Regions from separate parts of the Mus musculus genome. Here region 2 is linked to region 1. The links are chromatin contacts, called in public HiChIP or PLAC-seq maps. All regions are on one chromosome and are shown on one strand. Each heading gives the region's core, a stretch centred on a gene start, on an enhancer-like site or on the middle of the called end of the contact. The rest is flanking DNA. Distances are from core to core; before and after follow the strand shown. Region 1 has its middle 73 kb from the start of Fbln2. Region 2 holds the start of 4930471M09Rik (RIKEN cDNA 4930471M09 gene).

Region 1 (4,361 bases), core at 1,811-4,310:
CTCTCATGGAGCCATCCTGGTTTGCAGATGAGGACAGTGAGGCCTGGGAAAGTAGAGAGAGGGGCAGCTGCCCAGCCTGGCCCTTCCTCCATCCCACCCCTGCACCTCGGCCCGCCCAGTGCTGTCCTGGTCGGTCGGGACAAGACTCCGACTTGCAGAAGAGATTAGGACTAAGGAGAAAGAACGCCGTCCTGGCCCCGCGCATGCCCTGAGTATTTAAATTCTTTTTCATAATTATCTCAGATAGTAATTACTGCAGAAGCAGATGCGCTTATCGCAGACAAGAAGCCACCTGCCTTCCCATTTTTGTCAAAAGTGGAAACTGACATTATTTTTGCGTTTTGCTTCAATGGCTGTTTTCACTGTAAGTAGCACCTTCACCACAAGGAAAGCAACCCTGGAGAGGGAGGGGGTGTCCAAGCCTCAGGGTGATTATTCCAATCCTGCTGTGGGCATTGCTCAAGGGCTTGAGGGGAGAGAGGAACATACTTCCACAAAATGTACAGCTGGGGTTCACTCCTAGGGAGAAGCGGGCACCCCTCCCCCACTACACCCCTCCCCCACTACACCCCTTGCCCACCATAGGACTACAACCCTCTGGACTCACCCACCCACCACAAACATCAGTGTCCTGGACCTTGAAAGAATTGGCTCCCATGAGAAGTTCTCATAAGCCCCCAAGAGGATGCCCCTCCAAGGACTGGGCACTCGAAGCTCTCTCCTCTCTCACAGCTTAACTCAGGGGCCTTCAGTAACAAGAACAAGGGACAACCTGAGAACCCTCCATCAAGGAAAGGTCCTGCAACCAGGCAGGATAACTGACCTTCAGGAATCAGGTGGGAATCCCAGGCCTGGCTCTGCCAGCCTCTCTGGTCCCCAGTGTCCCTTCTGTCAAATGGACAGTCCCAAAGGATCTTGACCACCTCTTCCCTAATGAATAAATCATTCCTCCTGGAAAGCTTTTGGCGTGAACACCTGAACACGGGGGTCTCTTTCCACTCTCAGCCCCAAGTCACAAATTGTAATTGTCAAGAACTACAATTTAGCGTACTGGGTACCTGGAAGGCATTGCTCATTGAGTCATTTATCTTGCCCCCAAATCCCACATTATGGGTCCATTCTCATTCCTCCTTTTCACTCGGGGAAGCAGACTCAGGGTGGGTGAGTTTTCCACAGCCTTACAGCAAATCTACTAAAGCACTCAGTAATCCGTTCCCGAAGATGAAAATCTGATTGCTCCCATTTCCCAAGAGGAGGCACCGAGGTTCGGAGAGCTGTACCTCGGGTTTGGGGGAGTACAGACCCAAGCGTGAGCACAGAGGAACTGGAAGGGAGCCCTGAGGAGTTCAGCCTGCCTTCTGGAAGAGCCCCCTACTGGGCGTGCCACCTGTCCCTCCTCACAGCTGCGTTCTGCTGCCCTCGTGTGGTCAGAAAGGTTGACGGGGCTTCGAGCCTCTAAAAATTTGCGCGAACAGAACAGACGTGGTCAGAAGGCAAGAGTGTATGGGTAAAGAGAGAGAGCACAGCCCCGCCCTGGAGTCCTTCTCAGTTTCCACTGACTCCCTGTAGGCAAGCCACTTCCTACTCTTTGTCCTAGCAGATCTGTCTAGGACAGTCTTCCCTGACTTTATCTCTTTCCAACAGCGTCCCCCAGCCCTACCCATTAGCCATGATGTGGATGTATTGATTGTCCCTGTGCAGAAGTGAACCTGGCCTAGGTACTTCGCGGTAGAGGCTTGGAATGGGCCCTCTTCATCACCCTACATGCCTCTAGTCAGCGAACTTGAGCTGATTCGGCTGCAGGCCCTCTAATGTGTCAGGCAACAAGCCCCGCACTATAAGCATTCGCCCGCTGCGGGATGCTGTCCACTACAGTCTGCACACCAGTGGGCAGCCTCCGAGGGGCGTAGACTGTATGACGCGGGAGGACAACCGAGAGCACAACGACCAAGGGCGACGGTCTCTGCTGGGAGGAAGAGGGTGGTCTGGCACTGAATTTGCCTCCCAAATCAACCTGGGGGAGCCTCTCATTGTTCTTGTCTCGCCAGGAGGAGAAAAGTTTAGTCTAAATGCCGTCTGGTCCTCACGAGCACCTGCCAGGACACAGTGCTCAGCGACTTGCTTCTCTGTGTCTCCACTGCTGAGGCCCCGCATCGCCCAACCTACTAGTCAACCGTGCTGTGATGGGCAGGAACATGTGTACATCTGGGAGTGATCCAGGTTTCCTGTCGCAACCCGGTGAACCCGCTACTCGCAGCAATCTCATCTCACAAGGCAGGAAAATCAGACACCAAGAAGTCTAGGAACTTGCCTATGTCTCACAGATGGGAAAAGGCAGAACGGAGATCTGAATTCTGCGGGACAGGACAGGGCCGTGGGCTGCAGTGTCTAAGCCCTGCTCTCTACTGAAACCCTTAGCGCACCAGCCCTGCGATCTGGAGCAGAGACCTGCAATCAGCAGGGCTCAGAGTGTGTGATCTCCGGGTAGAAAGTTCTAGGACCTGCGCCTCGGCTTTCCGCGGACCAGCGCCTAGCGCCCCTGCGCCTGGATAGCTTTCTGCCAGAGCCACCGCTCGGACACACGCACTGACGATCCGCGACGCTCGCAGCGCCTCCTGGTGGCGTCCAACATCCTCAGCGGCGGTGGCTTTGGCGCACGCCCTAGCTGCACTGGCCAAAGGCGGCTGGCCACGCTAGGGACTGGCACTCAGCAGCTGAGCTTCGCCACCTGCCGCTGGAGTCCGGGCTCTTCCTGAGAGTCCCGGCATGCCTGCCCCATGGCTCCAAGCCAGGCTGAAAGTCAGAGCCCGGAGTCAACGGCCCGACTTCACCGCGGCCTCCCCGTGAGCAGCTGTCCCGCTCTGGATATGTGGGCCCTGAAGAGGGACCCGGGAGTGTCCACCTGTGGCCACGCTGACTACGCTGCGCACCCGCCAGGCCCACATCCTGCCCCGGTGGGCGCGAGCAGGCAACGGCGCCCACCCTGCTTATCACTGCAGAACGGAGAGCGGGAAATGCCAGGGCCCGGGGCACGGAAAAGGGCGGAGAGCTGGTCCCTAAAGCCACGTGGGTTGGGAATATGCCTCTGGGTCAAGTGCCCAGGGACTTGATCTTCCGGCTACACTGCCCTGTCCTCGAGAGCTTTTCAAACTGGTGACGCAAACATCAATTTGGGGAGGGAAGGGGAGGGGTGTACAGCCAAAATAATGCCCCCCTCCCTGTGCGGCCCCGCCTTAGTCACTGGTCTCTTCACAGCTAGATCTCAGGCTACGGGGGATGGGGAAGCCGGGGGAGGGGGAAGCCGAAGGCAGGCCCAAGTCTAACAAAGGACTGGATGCTCCCTAAGCCCGAGCCAAGACTGTTTCCATGGTAACCCTCTTCAAGGATAAAGGAAAGGCTTGGTTCCCCCAACACGATGCTACTAGCTGTGAGAAGGGGAGCTGAGCCTTAGAACACAGGTAGGGAGACTGAGTTTGGGGAAAGGATAGGGACATGTTGCAAGTTCCCCTACTATCCAAGACACCCAGGTTTCCCACTGAAAGTCCATCATGTTTCCTAGAGCACCTGTTTCCTGAAGCCCCCGCTATTTCACACTGAGGACAGGAACACTATCTGTAAGTGACCAAGCTCTGAGGAAGCTACACTTCTCTAGGGAGAGGAAGAGCACGGTGGTGAGGAGGGTCATCATGGAAGACCTGGTGGCCAGCAAGGGCATGCCTGAGAAAACACATGGGGTAGTGGGGCCTTCTGGAAAAGAGGAAAGGAAAGAGGCCTTCTGAACATCAGGAAGCAATGTCTGGGGCAAAGGGAGTGGTCCCAGGCCAGGCAGCAACTTTAGCCTACCGAGCATCTGGGAGATGTGGCGGCTCCAGGGAACCCTAGGTGGGCAGGGGTAGGTTAGCCCAAGCAGTCAGGCACTGCAGAAAAGGGCTGTATCCACAGAAGCAAGTCTCCTGCAGAGGCACGCTGGGGCATTGGAGGCTAGCAGCAAGAGAGACATGGGGCAGGGATCAGGCCGGAGCAGCTAGGTCTGCACACGAGGATGGTCTGAAATAGAGAAGCTTACGGAGGGATGGGGTCAAGTTCGGGAATGTCCTCAGAGTTCATTCTGCAGAACTCACCAGGGGTGTGAATGTTGGGGAACAGAGGGGGGGAGATCTAGAATGTTCTGGGGTCCAATAGATAGAATATGGGAGTGTGAAAGAGGAGTCATATTTCTAGCCCAAAGCAATGGAGTTGCCAAGGGGCTATCTCTCCTCCCTCCTGTTCCAGCTTGGACTACCCTATGCACACCTTTCTCATTCACCCCTCTCATGGTCACCCAACCCACTGCTGCATTTTTGCTCTGCCCATAGACTGAA
Region 2 (4,138 bases), core at 787-3,286, 160 kb before region 1:
CTGGTGCTGAGCAGGGAATGAATAAATGAACACAAACTGGGTGAATGAACTGTGAACACACATCTCCTCAGCAGAATGGAGGGGCCCCCACCCAGTCTGAGGCATAGAAACCGAGCCACACAGGGGAAATGTACAGACTCCTCCTAAGAGTCTCTGTAACTTTTATGCTCACACTTGCCTACACTTGTGTTGGGGGAGAAGTGAGGTGGTATGTGTGACTGTGGATTCGACTACAGGGCCTGGCTTATGGGAGGCAAAGCTCTACCACTGGGCTGTATCATTAGCTCTTGAGGGTTTGGGTTTTGTTTGTTTTGAGAAAGCGTCTCACTCTAGCCCAGGCTACATGAAAACTTGTGTCCTTTCTGTCTGTCGGTTCCCAGGGCCTCCTGATGGTCTGCATCACTGACCCCCAGGCTGTGAGGATTGAGAGATGCCCAGGAACTTTAGAAACACACATACCTGACTGTGTCCGATATAATGGTATTTTCCAGGGGTGTCCATTCACATCTCGACATCGTGATTGACAGTATGTACAGATGTGTTGGATAATACTCATAGCTCCTGTTATGCCTGTGGGCCCTGAGTTACAGGCTATATACAACTACTTAGGGTGATATTTCACATGGTGATTGTCAAATGGCAGAACTAGTAAAAGTAGGCCTACTTGTTAAAGTAAGTGACTTGTATGGGTATGTTTTGATCATGGTCCCTTCCTTCTCTCTGCTTTCTGTCCACCTTAAGACAAGTCACTCTGCTCACCAGCCACCACGATGGTTTGCCTCATCACAGGACCAGCCATAAGGGAGCTGGAGCCCTTGGACAGAAACCTGAAGCATGAGTCCAGGTGTGATTGTGGGGATTTTGGGAAGAGGGATAGTGGATGTACATCCAGAGGCAGTGAGGTCCCAGATGCCTCCTCTGTAGTGAGGGGGTCAAGCAGAAGAGCTCTCGAACCTGACAGATTTGTGAGCTGTCCTTGCTCAGCAGTCATGAGCACATCTCTGTGCCAAGAACTGAAGGGATAGCTGGAGCCCTCAGGCCACAGGGACTCAGGACACATGTGACTCCTGACAGTTGACCACTAACGTGGTCTGGCAGCCGCATCATTCCCCAGAAAATGAGTGTAGACAAACATCATCCAAACAGTAGTTTAATGTCCCAGGACCTTCCTGACCCTTTCAGCTGCTTCCTGAGATGAACAGGAATCACAGGGTAGAGGAGACACAGCACACTTCACGGGATACCAAAGACAGAGGAGAGAGGTGTGGATAGTCAACCCATGTGAACTCAAGTTGGTCTGGTGTCCCCTGGGTCTGCTCCCTCCCATGCAAGACAGGGAGCCTATGCGTGTGAAGGAGAAACAGCTGCGGCAGCGGGCGATCGCGGCGATCAGGGAGGCACATTCCCGCAGTGACTGACAGTTTTCTGTTTAGCACAGTCCCTGCGCACTGTAAGAAAGCGGAAGAGATGAGGGATCTGAGGATAGCCTCGGGATTAGTAACAAGCAGCAACCACTAGACCTGGCAGTGGATATGTGAACCCCATCACGTGCTACTGATAAGGAAACTAAACAACACCTGGAGTCAAGCCTCCCGCATCAGGAGGAAGACGAACTCGGGGGTGGGGGTGGGGTGCGGCGGGGAGGAGGCTATTTCTGAAGCCTATGAGAGCTGTTTCTGCCATGGCAGAAATATGCCTGCTCGCTTTCCCTTTCCATTTGATACTTAGTACCATGATGTTCCTTGGAAGTTATTTTTCACACATGTTCATCTATTGGGCAGTGTTCCTTTTCCAGATCTCAGGCAGAAGTCAGTGAAACATCTCAGCGTAAAGAGCCGCGGGAGCAGTCAGCACCGAAGGAGGAAGGGTCGGAAGACGGTTCTCAGGGACCAAGGCAAGGAAAGCGGCTCAAACTGATGACGCTACTGGCCAGCGCCTCAGGATGACGTCATGTAACCGCGCCGTCGCCGCTACTGCACTGGAGGCTCCGCCCAGCTTCTCCATTGCTAGCGCTTCAGTCTAGCAGGAAGGTCCCGTGCAGCTACCTTGGCATTCTAGCTGTCGGTTCATATTCGGGTGGAACTGGCCGTTTGAACACTCTTGAGAACTGTATTCTCATATCCGTAGCCCATCACTTGACTTCTAGGTATTCATTTTTTGAGTCTTTGTATATTCTAGACATTAACCCTGTCCTGTTCAGCTAGCAAGGTACTGCACGGTCCAAACTCGCCCTCCCGGGCGACCAGCTCATAATGACCTCCCGCCCTCAGTCTTATCGCTCATTTTTTTGTGGGGTGAGTGAGCAGGCCCCGTAGCACTAACTCCTGGAACCAGAGTATGTGGAACCACATGAGAGTGAGCTCGAAAACTGTAAAACAGTTGGTTTTACATCTATGATACATCTTTTAGTATGTTTAAGAGCTAATCCCATCCATTTGTAATTTTGATTGTAAACTTTGGATAAGATTTTTTCCAGAAGAAACACTGACATTTGCTTTGTGATTGAGTGAGTGTTCGCTGAGAGAACAGGTATTCAGCACGAACTCCTTTTTTTTTTTTAATCAAACATTTAATATCCTTTAAAATTCTTCAAGATATATCAACAGCCTATTTTATGTATAAAGATAAAGGAGGAAAGCAATGTATGTAATTAATGTGAAATTAAGACAACTTTCCTGAATATATATATACTATCTCAAATCAATAATAAAGATGAGTACTGCTTTTTTGCCTGTTAAGGAAAGTCATCTTATTGAAAAAACAAACAGCTGAAACGAAGTTTTCTCATGACACAAATGGACTAATTATACAGGTCTCAAAAATGTTTTAAAAAGTACCCTAAGAAGAAAATTTTCTCATTGGACTACACAGAAGCCATCATCTGTGGTGGGGGTGTATATGGAGGGATGTGTGGCAGCTGTTAGGGCTGGCAGCCTCTCCTGAAAACATCTAGAGATTTAATCTGACTCCTTTCATAACTTGCCCAGGACTGTGCCACGCCTGAAGGAATATAAACTCCTGTACAGCACTTGTTAAGTCATGGACTCAGTGTGGGTGTCCATCATTGGATGAATGGCAAAACAGCACAAACACACAGACCTAACTCCCCAGGGCACACACCCAACCATTCTCTCAGTCTGATTCTAGTATCCTGTCCCTCATATCTATTCTCTAAGACTGATCCCTAGTTTAAGTCAATTGAGGTCTGTTTTATGGTAGTGGTGCCTCTCCTATCTGGTGAGACTCCTGGTACCTCCCGTGAGTTTGCAGTAGACTCAAAGGTCCTCTCCCTATGCATGACAGGAGCCCCCCACCCCATCCATCCTCACATGCAGATTTGGTTTATAGGTGTTATTGGTTGTGTTTCCCATGATTTCCAAATTGTGAATTGTGCAGCTTCCAAACTGCAAGTCAGATCTAAATGTGAACTTAAAAGAAGTCAAAAATAAATTTGGAAAAAGGGGCTGGGTGTGGAGGTCAGTGGTGTAGTGTTTGTCTAGTGCATAGCGAAGCCCTGGATTCTATTCCTGAAAATAAAAGGGACAAAGAAGGAACTGGGGAGGAAGAAATGGAACCAAGTCACCAACCTTGTGGTCTGCAGCAAAAACAAGGTCCACATGTAGATTTGTAACACTAGCTGTGTACCCCGGAAAGAAGAAAGATCTGGTGCCAGTAATTTAAACTTCCTCCTGAGAATATTAGAAATCAAACAGTAAAGTAATAGAAAGAAACCGAGGAAAATCATTTAAAAACTGGAAACAGAATTTCAACAGCGAAAAAATGGGAATCAATTTTAGGTTCCTAAAAGGACAACACATCAAAATGCTGCGAGAGGGATTACCACTGTTGATAACATGACTTTCTAGGAATATGCTTAGAATGCTTCCAAGACTGCTAATAATGGGCCAGCACTGGCTGACCCTTACAGTATTTTATATGTAAACAATAAAAATGCATGTATTCCTTCAAAAATAGCATTTGTTCCAATGTATTGTCTTTTTGTATAGACTAGGACATTTCCTTAAAATACTGAGTGTACAAACTCTAATATTTAAACTGGAAAAAAGTGCGTTCTTTTAGAAAGTTTTGGGAGAAAATTGTCTTAGCTGTTTATTTCTATATTGTTAAGAATTTTCTA

Evidence for each region. HiChIP or PLAC-seq counts read pairs in DNA pulled down with a chosen protein or histone mark.
Region 2: an H3K4me3 HiChIP or PLAC-seq map of embryonic basal ganglia shows a contact between it and region 1, with 2.6 times the contacts expected there. The contact joins the promoter of 4930471M09Rik here to the enhancer-like site in region 1. A contact is called at or near these places in 1 of 39 promoter capture datasets (embryonic stem cells), 1 of 15 datasets of contacts at CTCF or cohesin (the NIH/3T3 cell line), 2 of 484 Hi-C or Micro-C datasets (Th2 cells and embryonic fibroblasts) and 14 of 115 datasets of contacts at active chromatin or transcription factors (craniofacial prominence, embryonic basal ganglia, embryonic forebrain and 9 more).

The regions. Positions count from the first base shown.
Region 1 is chr6:91,283,865-91,288,225 of GRCm38.p6, reverse strand. No RefSeq gene overlaps it. Among named protein-coding and RNA genes, the nearest start is that of Fbln2, 73 kb to the right of the region's middle. Within about 2 kb of position 3,060, at least 64 of the 459 cell types and tissues checked have an H3K27ac peak or open chromatin away from gene starts, as enhancers often do. A contact at or near this core is called in embryonic basal ganglia, embryonic forebrain, forebrain and 1 more, where this site is marked.
Region 2 is chr6:91,438,752-91,442,889 of GRCm38.p6, reverse strand. It overlaps 4930471M09Rik (RIKEN cDNA 4930471M09 gene), which reads left to right and starts at 2,036. Exons shown (of 3, transcript NR_045980.1): 1 at 2,036-2,529. It overlaps 1810044D09Rik (RIKEN cDNA 1810044D09 gene), which reads right to left and starts at 1,903. Exons shown (of 2, transcript NR_038153.1): 1 at 1,732-1,903; 2 at 1,135-1,448.